Linked DNA regions of Mus musculus: region 1 is linked to region 2. A link is a contact called in public HiChIP or PLAC-seq data. All regions are on one chromosome and are shown on one strand. Each heading gives the region's core, a stretch centred on a gene start, on an enhancer-like site or on the middle of the called end of the contact. The rest is flanking DNA. Distances are from core to core; before and after follow the strand shown.

Region 1 (3,996 bases), core at 488-2,987, 630 kb before region 2:
TCACCCAGTGACCCAACACCCTGTAGTCCCTTTAAATTAGAATTTGAAAGCAGAAATAAATAGCTACTGCTTTAAGGTTTTCTCTGTTGTTCCTTATTGTTTTGTCTTACTGCTGCTACTTGAAACAGAACAAGAAAACAAAACAAAAATTCCATCCAAAGTTCACACGATCAGATAGAATTTTGTAGCTATGACTTACATTGTGAAATTTCCCGTCTAGCCAACGGTGCCTGGCATGACAATCTTTAACTCTTTAACCCATGACTTGAGAAAATTTCCCCAGCGACAGTAAAGCTGAACTCAAAATGAAAACACCTTTTGGGAACCAAACCTTGCCTGCTGTTCTGCTGAAGTCTGGTTCGTTGACAATGACTGTTAAACTTGTCTAAAATAGTCCAGCTTTCTGCTCATCAACATGACCATCTAGGCCATTTTTTTTTTCTTTCTTGGTAAAAGAGCTGACTAAAGTGTTTCATTGTGGTTTACTGTAATATATGTAAATCCTGGTCCTCAGACTCAGGTGTATAAGAAACACCAAATCACTTTGGTTTCAGGAACTCAATTAAATCTGATTCCGAGATCCCATCCTATTAAGGTGTCCGTGCTTTTATCTCCACCTCTGTCCAGATCTTCCCCAGCCCCTTCAGAGTGCCGGGAGTTCAGCTGAAGAGGCCTCATCTCTAGTCTTTAGCTTCCACGGGTTAATTCCCATTTTCTCTTGCTCACACATGCGAGACATGAGACCTGGTAGTGCAGGTTATTCCTGGAACCCAGGGTTTGGCCTCCTTTGGGTGATTTACTTGGTGAATCCCCAGCCTCCGACTCTCTTGGCGGTGCTGCCGTGGGGCTGGCCACAGGTTCCCTGCCCTCAGAGCCCAGATCCTCTATTTTCTCCCATTACTTACCCCAGTTTTTCTACCCCTGCCTTCTCGGAAGTGTTCCCTCCATTTATGTACAGCTTCCACGGAAGGCTCAGGAGAAGTGGTTTGTATGTAGACTCCCACCCCCACCCCCACCCCCGTTGCATGGCCACAGGAACCTGTACTAAGCCCGGGAACTTAGAGCCTTGGCCTTCGCCATTGGTAAGGGGGAAGAAGCTGAAGTGAGAGCAGGTTCTGATGGCCTGACCACTGTGCTGTGGAAACCAAAACAGCAAGACAGAGCTGTGACTCAGGATGCGTTTTCCCTGGCCACAGACCACTTGTGGAAGAAAAGGGAAAACGAAGTCGTTGCTTTCTGAGCAAGGCAGGGAACCTTTTATGGACTAAAAAAAGTCACGTACACACTCTACTCTCTACTGACGTGGATCTGCGCATGTCAGTATCCTTGCATCCACAGTGTGAAGTACGTACAGCCTTACTCAAGAGAAAACTGAAGCACAAAAGTTAAATAATTTGCTCTGATCTCATAGGTAGCACAGCAGAGGCAAAGTCTGAGCCCAGGCAGACTGGCTTTAGGGCACACTGTGACCCTCACTTCTTGTGGGATTCGTGAGTTTACCAAGCCCAAGGGGGGGGATGCAGTCTAGTGTTAATCAGGCTCCTCAGCAAACAAGCAGGAGCAAGGTGCGTTCGTCACGTGACTCCGAGTCCCAAAGTGTCTTCCCTTACTGTCTCGACCCAGGTAATGATCCATTCACCATCGTCCATGAAAACACTGGCAAGTGCATCCAGCCGCTGTCTGACTGGGTAGTGGCCCAGGACTGTAGCGGAACTAACAACATGTTGTGGAAGTGGGTGTCCCAGCACCGCCTCTTTCACCTGGAATCCCAGAAGTGCCTCGGCCTCGATATTACCAAAGCCACGGACAACCTGCGAATGTTCAGCTGTGACTCCACCGTCATGCTGTGGTGGAAATGTGAGCACCATTCGCTGTACACCGCTGCCCAGTACAGGCTAGCTCTGAAAGATGGATATGCCGTAGCCAATACGAATACATCTGATGTCTGGAAGAAGGGAGGCTCCGAGGAAAACCTTTGTGCCCAGCCTTATCATGGTGAGTTACCAGAGAGGGACTTTGACTCTTTTGCCGTAATGTTTGTTTCATTTAAATGCCATACCCAGCACAGCTTTGTCCTAGAAACCTGACTGGGGTGAAAGGGAGCCGAGTGCAGTCTGATGGAGTGGCACCAACTACTGAAGTATCCCAGACGCCCAGTGCATTTATGAGGGGTAGTGCAGGGAGAGCGGTTAGCTAGTCCTGGTGGTCTCTGTGGACTAGCCATATCAGGCTGTAAACATCCAGGAGAAGGGAGCTGAAGGTTTTGCACACACCGGTCACTGGTTGGTAATCACTCGTACTTGGACCTATCTTTCTGAGCCTGATCCATTATGGAGACGGCTTTGCCAACTTTCCGTGGTTCTGAGGCATTGGTTCTAGACATGGCTGTGCCCTTGTCAGTAACAGACATTCATTCACTGGGTACTATTTCCTCAGCTCCCACAACTGAACACGCACAACTCAGTTTAAATAAAGTCACAATGAGGAGTCACTGTGAGCTACAGTCTTACCACACGTAACGGTACCCCACCCTTCCCCTTTGTAGACAGGGCTAGAAAAGCTGAGGTGTGGTAGGTCACACAGCCTTTTGGTGTGGTAAACTTAGAACTTGAATTCCTATGCCTTGTTTATTTCCCTCCTGCGACGCTATTAGGAAATGCTATGCTGACAGGAAATATTTCATATAGGCTAAAGGCACATAATCTAATAATATTAACCGAACTCTAAATTTAAAAATAAAATAAAGGAAAGGAGGTGGTTTACTTTTCATGCCTAGGAATTTTAATATAATAGAACTATTTTGAGTGCCTCACAAGTGTTTGTAATACTTTCATCTTTGGCTTAGGTGTCCCATGTTGCTCTTTGTATTTCTGATTTGTCATTCTAACTTTCAAGATTTTTTTGGCCATTTCCAAAATCAAGTATATCAATATTTTCATGATCTTTGCTCTAGATTGCAAAGAGTCTTCAAGTTAAAAAAAAAAAAGTTACTTTACTCTAAGAATTTAGTGCCATATATTTTGATCATTTTTACTCCCAACTCCTTCTCCTAATTCCTGCCAGGCCCACCCACCCCCACCTTCTGAGCTTCCAATTTTATTTTATTTTATTTTATTTTATTTTATTATTTTAATAACATGCTGACTCTACTTTGTGTTGTTCGTGTAGACCTAGCTGTGGGACCTCCCTCTGGAATGTGGTCAGCCTACCAACACATTCTTAAAGAAAACCCACTCTCCCCTCCATTGATGTCACAGGTCCTCAGTTAGGGATGGGGGTTCAAGGACTCCTTCCCAGGCCAAGCTAGAATGTTGGCTGGCTTGATTGTGCGCACATCTTATGCAGACTTCCACAGCTGCTAGGAGATCATGAGGGCAGTAGTCCTGTCATATCCAGAAAACAAAGGTCACTCCCCATCTCCCAGACCTCTGGCTCTTTTACAACTTTCCCAGTCGCTCTCCTGAGATGGTTCCTGGGCCTTGGGAAAGTGGTGTGCTATGGATGTTCTGCTTGTGTCAGAGCACTCTACTTGTTGTGCTTGGCCACTTTGTGAGGTTTTGTGTTCACCCAAAAGACTTTTGGGGAGGTTGCGGGGGGGGGGGGTGTCTGAGATGAAGTCTGAGAGCTGAACTAGTCAACAGGTAGAGAGATATAAATTTAGACAGTGGTTTTATATCATGTCCATTTTGCAGATGATAGTAGTAAATTCATTCCTCGGGCCTTTGAGATCTCTAACTATAGGTCTTGACTGTATTTACATACCAGGCATGTATTTCCTCCTGTGGAGTGGGCCTTCAATGCAACTGGGAGTCGGTTGGTTGGTTGCCCCGTTACCTTTATGCCACCATCCCACCCATAGGCAATTCTTGCCACTTCTTATCACTGTAGCTCACAGCATTCATAGCTGGGTAATACTGTCGCTGACTCCCTCCCAGTCCCGGCAGACTGGATAGCATTTTCCAGTACTTCTGGTCAACCCAAACTTTCTGGTCAATA
Region 2 (3,908 bases), core at 406-2,905:
GTAAAAGTTTATCGATACCCACTGTGACGTGCATGAGTCCGAAGTGCACCCAGCCAAGAAGCTGGCCTCAAAAGGGTGTGCATTAAACGGCTCTACACATCACATCCTGAAAAGGCAAAGTTCTGGGTTTGGAGAAAGACCATAGGTTTCCAGGGCTTCGGGATGCAGCCGACTATAACAGAACATATGAATATACTGGGACGCAGAACCGCTCTCTGTCTTCATTGTGCCAGCATTTACACAATTCCAATGCATTTGTTGAAGCTGAGGCTCTGTGCTGAGAAATGTCCCTATTTCCTCTTCTCCCTTTCCTTTGGCAAGGGATGTGGACATGTGTGCAGAGTAACTTAGAAAGTTTTCACGAGGCCTTCAGGCAACACTGTGTTAGAAGTGTGTAATAAGGTAAGACACGTCCCCAATCAAGTCACTTGATTTCTAGAGGCTTACAGAAACTGGGGTTAGGATAAGAAACCTAAGGTGAGGAACCAACTGGAATCATCCAGACAGGTCCCACACACATGGGTGTTAGTATGAGAAAGGAGGGGATAAGACTGCCACAGAAGTAGAGAGAGGAGGGTGTGGCCATCAGGAGCTACAGAAGGTAAGCATTTTCCCAGACAAGTACTCTATGGACGGTGCCTGCGGCTCAGAGAGACAAACAGCTGAAACCACCAAATGGAGATAACACGCCACCGTAGCCCCAGGAAACACCTACACTTCAATACCAACATGGGAGCACCACCATGCCCAACTCCTCCCAGCCCCTCCCCCACGAGGGGAACTTCATGGCACCAAGGTACTTGAAGGTAATGTGCACTGCTAAAAAGAAAGGGCAGTAGGTATCTTGTTTCAACTATTATATGTTTGACGGGGCTCCGTACTCGAAGCCAACTTTAATCCTGACATAGTAACACGCATTTTCTGTCCCTAATCTCACCTCTCCTGCGTTGAGTTTATCAGCTGTCCTACAACCTAAGCAGAGTTTACACTAAATGAAGAGCTGAAATAAACTCAGAGCAGCAACACGATAGTTATTTAGGAGCATGCTTGTCACTTCTACCACAACCACAGAGTATGTCTAGTAGAGAATTCCTAGTCTTAAAAAAAAAAAAAAAAGAAGTGTAGTAAACGGTAAAGACTGAGCCAGCCTTCACGTCCTACCAGAATTGTGTGAGTCTCAGTCTCAGGTGATATTCATGTTAAATATGATTTTAGATTAATTAATAAATGCAAGGCTCAGAAACTGAGTTTAAATGCTATGGAAAACATGCTCTAAATTGTAAATAGAAAACACTGAAAGCAATGTAAGATTCATTTTAGAGATGAAAGGCTCATCTTAAAATAGTCTCTCGACCTGGTGAGGTCAAGCCTTCCTTTCAAAATATTAGTGGAAGGAAAGGGATTCTTGAACTCCAGGTCCCTCCTTGTTCTCCAGCTCCTACCCAGGTGGCAAGGCTACCCATCATGCATCATTGCCCATGTCCTTGAAAGTACAAGGCAGCTCGCTGCTGTGCTGTGTTGGCTGTCTTGAGGAAGCACGCTGGCCTCAACCACAAAGCCATCTCGGCAGTCAGGACCTTACTGTACAGGGTCAGTAAGTGGAAGAGCAGACTGGGCTTGTGTCTGACACACAGGCTTGATAGTGAGATCTCTGAAAAGCACACACCTTCTGCGCGCTGAAACATCTGCAGACACCATGCAGTGATGTTCTGGGCGGGGCGATTAGTCACCATTCCCCTGGCAGGGACCCAGATCACTGCAACCTCCTCAGCAGTGGGGCTGACTCTGTCAGTGTTCTGGGTTCAAGACAACAGAAAGGCGGCTTTCTACCCTGAACACACCACAGCCCAGGTGCCTGCGGGGCTTTTATTAGCGAAAGCTGCTACAATGTATCTGATTATCCTACTAAAGCTGAGTGAGATTGACATAAGGTTGAAGCTTTCAAAAACGTGTGTGCACAGGATAGCCATGCCTGTGTTCACGCAGAGGCCAGGAGAGGGCACCGGGTCCCTCAGAGTTGGGGCTAGAGTTAACAGGCACTTGCCAGACAAGAATGCAGGAATCCAAACTCCTTGTGTCCTTGTGACTGAGCAGAAACCACTGTTAATCCCAGGTTACTTCCTTTTGTTTTTAGAACAACTATAACTCATGTATCTTTTATCTAAACTTGGTAATAACACAATATATACCAAAGTAGCGGCCTCCCTTTAAAGAACAAAACTATTTTTCTTTTTAAAACTTGCTGCTTGAACAGTTAAGAGTTTCAGAATTTAGAAGGCATTGTTCCTGGAAGACTCAGTATTTACCACAAGGTGGCGCTGCTCCGATGCCAGTTTCAGACAAAAGCTCTGAGGCTTGCTGGGAAAGGTTTCTTCACCATCAAGGCAAGAAATGGTCGCCACCCTAAGCAGGATGAAGTCCTGGATGTTTTTAAGGTTTTAGGTAACACGTATATGCTTAGCAGTTACACTAAGGAGTTCAGTCTCAGAGGCAACAACTTCCTGCCCATTGTACACTTGGCCTAACAGAACAGACCCTGGATAGCCGCAGCACACCCAGCTTCACGGAGAGCCACCCAGGCACCAAAGCGGATGCAAAGGCCTGAGTGCTCCTCGTTACTCAGGGGAAAATCTGAAAGTCCGTGCACACTTAAATCTGTACTGGAATAAATGAACGGGGAAAGAGACAGCTCTCAAGATACAGAATAATCGCCAACAATTTATATAGATACTCCATGCTCAGAAGTGACGGGCTTTGCTCCAAGCCTTACCTGTGGGCTTCGCACAGTGCCCATGCAGAGAATAAAGTGTCTTCTTTATGTGGTGGACGGAGACAAGGAGAGAAGAAGACAGGGTAGGTTCAGTGTAGAAAGTGAACAGCCACAACCTTGGCTGGATGACGAAGATCAACCAAGAGAGGCGAACTACACTGTTGGTACACACCTTCGACTCCGCGGGATAAAGAGGTCACCCCAAACTCCTAAGTCCTGGCTGATGGTGAGAAAAACATCAGACACGTTCCAATAAGCAGGCACTCTACAAAATATCATACCCAAGCCACCAGGGTCATTAAAACAAAGAATGTCTGAGAAACTGTCACAGTCAAGAATATATGGAGATGCCTCTAACCCCAGCAGAGGCAGGCTCATCTCTGAATTCGAAGTCAGCCTGATCTGTAGAGAAAGAAATCCTGTCTCAGAAAACCAAACCAAACCAACGGACAAAAAGGTATCTATGGAGACATGATCTCTGAACGTGATATGATAATGTGGGCCAGAAAAAAAGTGAATTAGAAATGGTGGGAAAAAAAAAAAAACCCCACAAATACAGACTTTAGTAGGTATCACTGTTGGTTCACTAATTATATCAAATGTATCACACAACGTCTGTGTTAATGAGAGATTGACCATAGACCATATGGAACTTCTTAGTACTGTTCTTTTGACCTCTTCTATAAGCCTAAAATACTCCAAAATAAATGTTTATATATTAAAAAAAAAATAAAGTCAAAGGGCTGGAGAGATGGCTCAGAGGTTAAGAGCAATGACTGCTCTTCCAGAGGTCCTGAATTCAATTCCCAGCAACCACATGGTGGCTCACAACCATCTGTAGTGGGATCTGCTGCCCTCTTCTGGTGTGTCTGAAGAGAGCAACAGTGTACTCATATAATTAAAATAAAAAAGTCTTTAATACACACACACACACCACACACACACACCCCGAAGATCACCCAAGGCTCAAACAGTAATCGGCAAATGCTGTCGAATTCGGAAGCGCCTATTCTCAAGGTGGTGCATGTGGCCTTGTGGTCCCACACACTTAGAGACACAGGAGAAGCAGAAAATCTCAACTTTACTGCTGGCCACAGGAAGGACAACAGCAGCAGTGTGAGCCTCTGTGTCTTCTATG

What was found. HiChIP or PLAC-seq counts read pairs in DNA pulled down with a chosen protein or histone mark.
Region 1: a contact with region 2 is called in an H3K27ac HiChIP or PLAC-seq map of embryonic stem cells, with 3 times the contacts expected there. The contact joins two enhancer-like sites. A contact is called at or near these places in 2 of 39 promoter capture datasets (the HPC-7 cell line and embryonic stem cells) and 1 of 115 datasets of contacts at active chromatin or transcription factors (embryonic stem cells).

What each region holds. Positions count from the first base shown.
Region 1 is chr2:60,373,857-60,377,852 of GRCm38.p6, reverse strand. It overlaps Ly75 (lymphocyte antigen 75), which reads left to right. Exons shown (of 35, transcript NM_013825.4): 2 at 1,624-1,995. Among named protein-coding and RNA genes, the nearest start is that of Ly75, 7.4 kb to the left of the region's middle. Within about 2 kb of position 1,737, at least 25 of the 459 cell types and tissues checked have an H3K27ac peak or open chromatin away from gene starts, as enhancers often do. A contact at or near this core is called in embryonic stem cells, where this site is marked.
Region 2 is chr2:59,744,073-59,747,980 of GRCm38.p6, reverse strand. The region is part of intron 4 of Tanc1 (tetratricopeptide repeat, ankyrin repeat and coiled-coil containing 1); the gene reads right to left. Among named protein-coding and RNA genes, the nearest start is that of Tanc1, 130 kb to the right of the region's middle. Within about 2 kb of position 1,655, at least 56 of the 459 cell types and tissues checked have an H3K27ac peak or open chromatin away from gene starts, as enhancers often do. A contact at or near this core is called in embryonic stem cells, where this site is marked.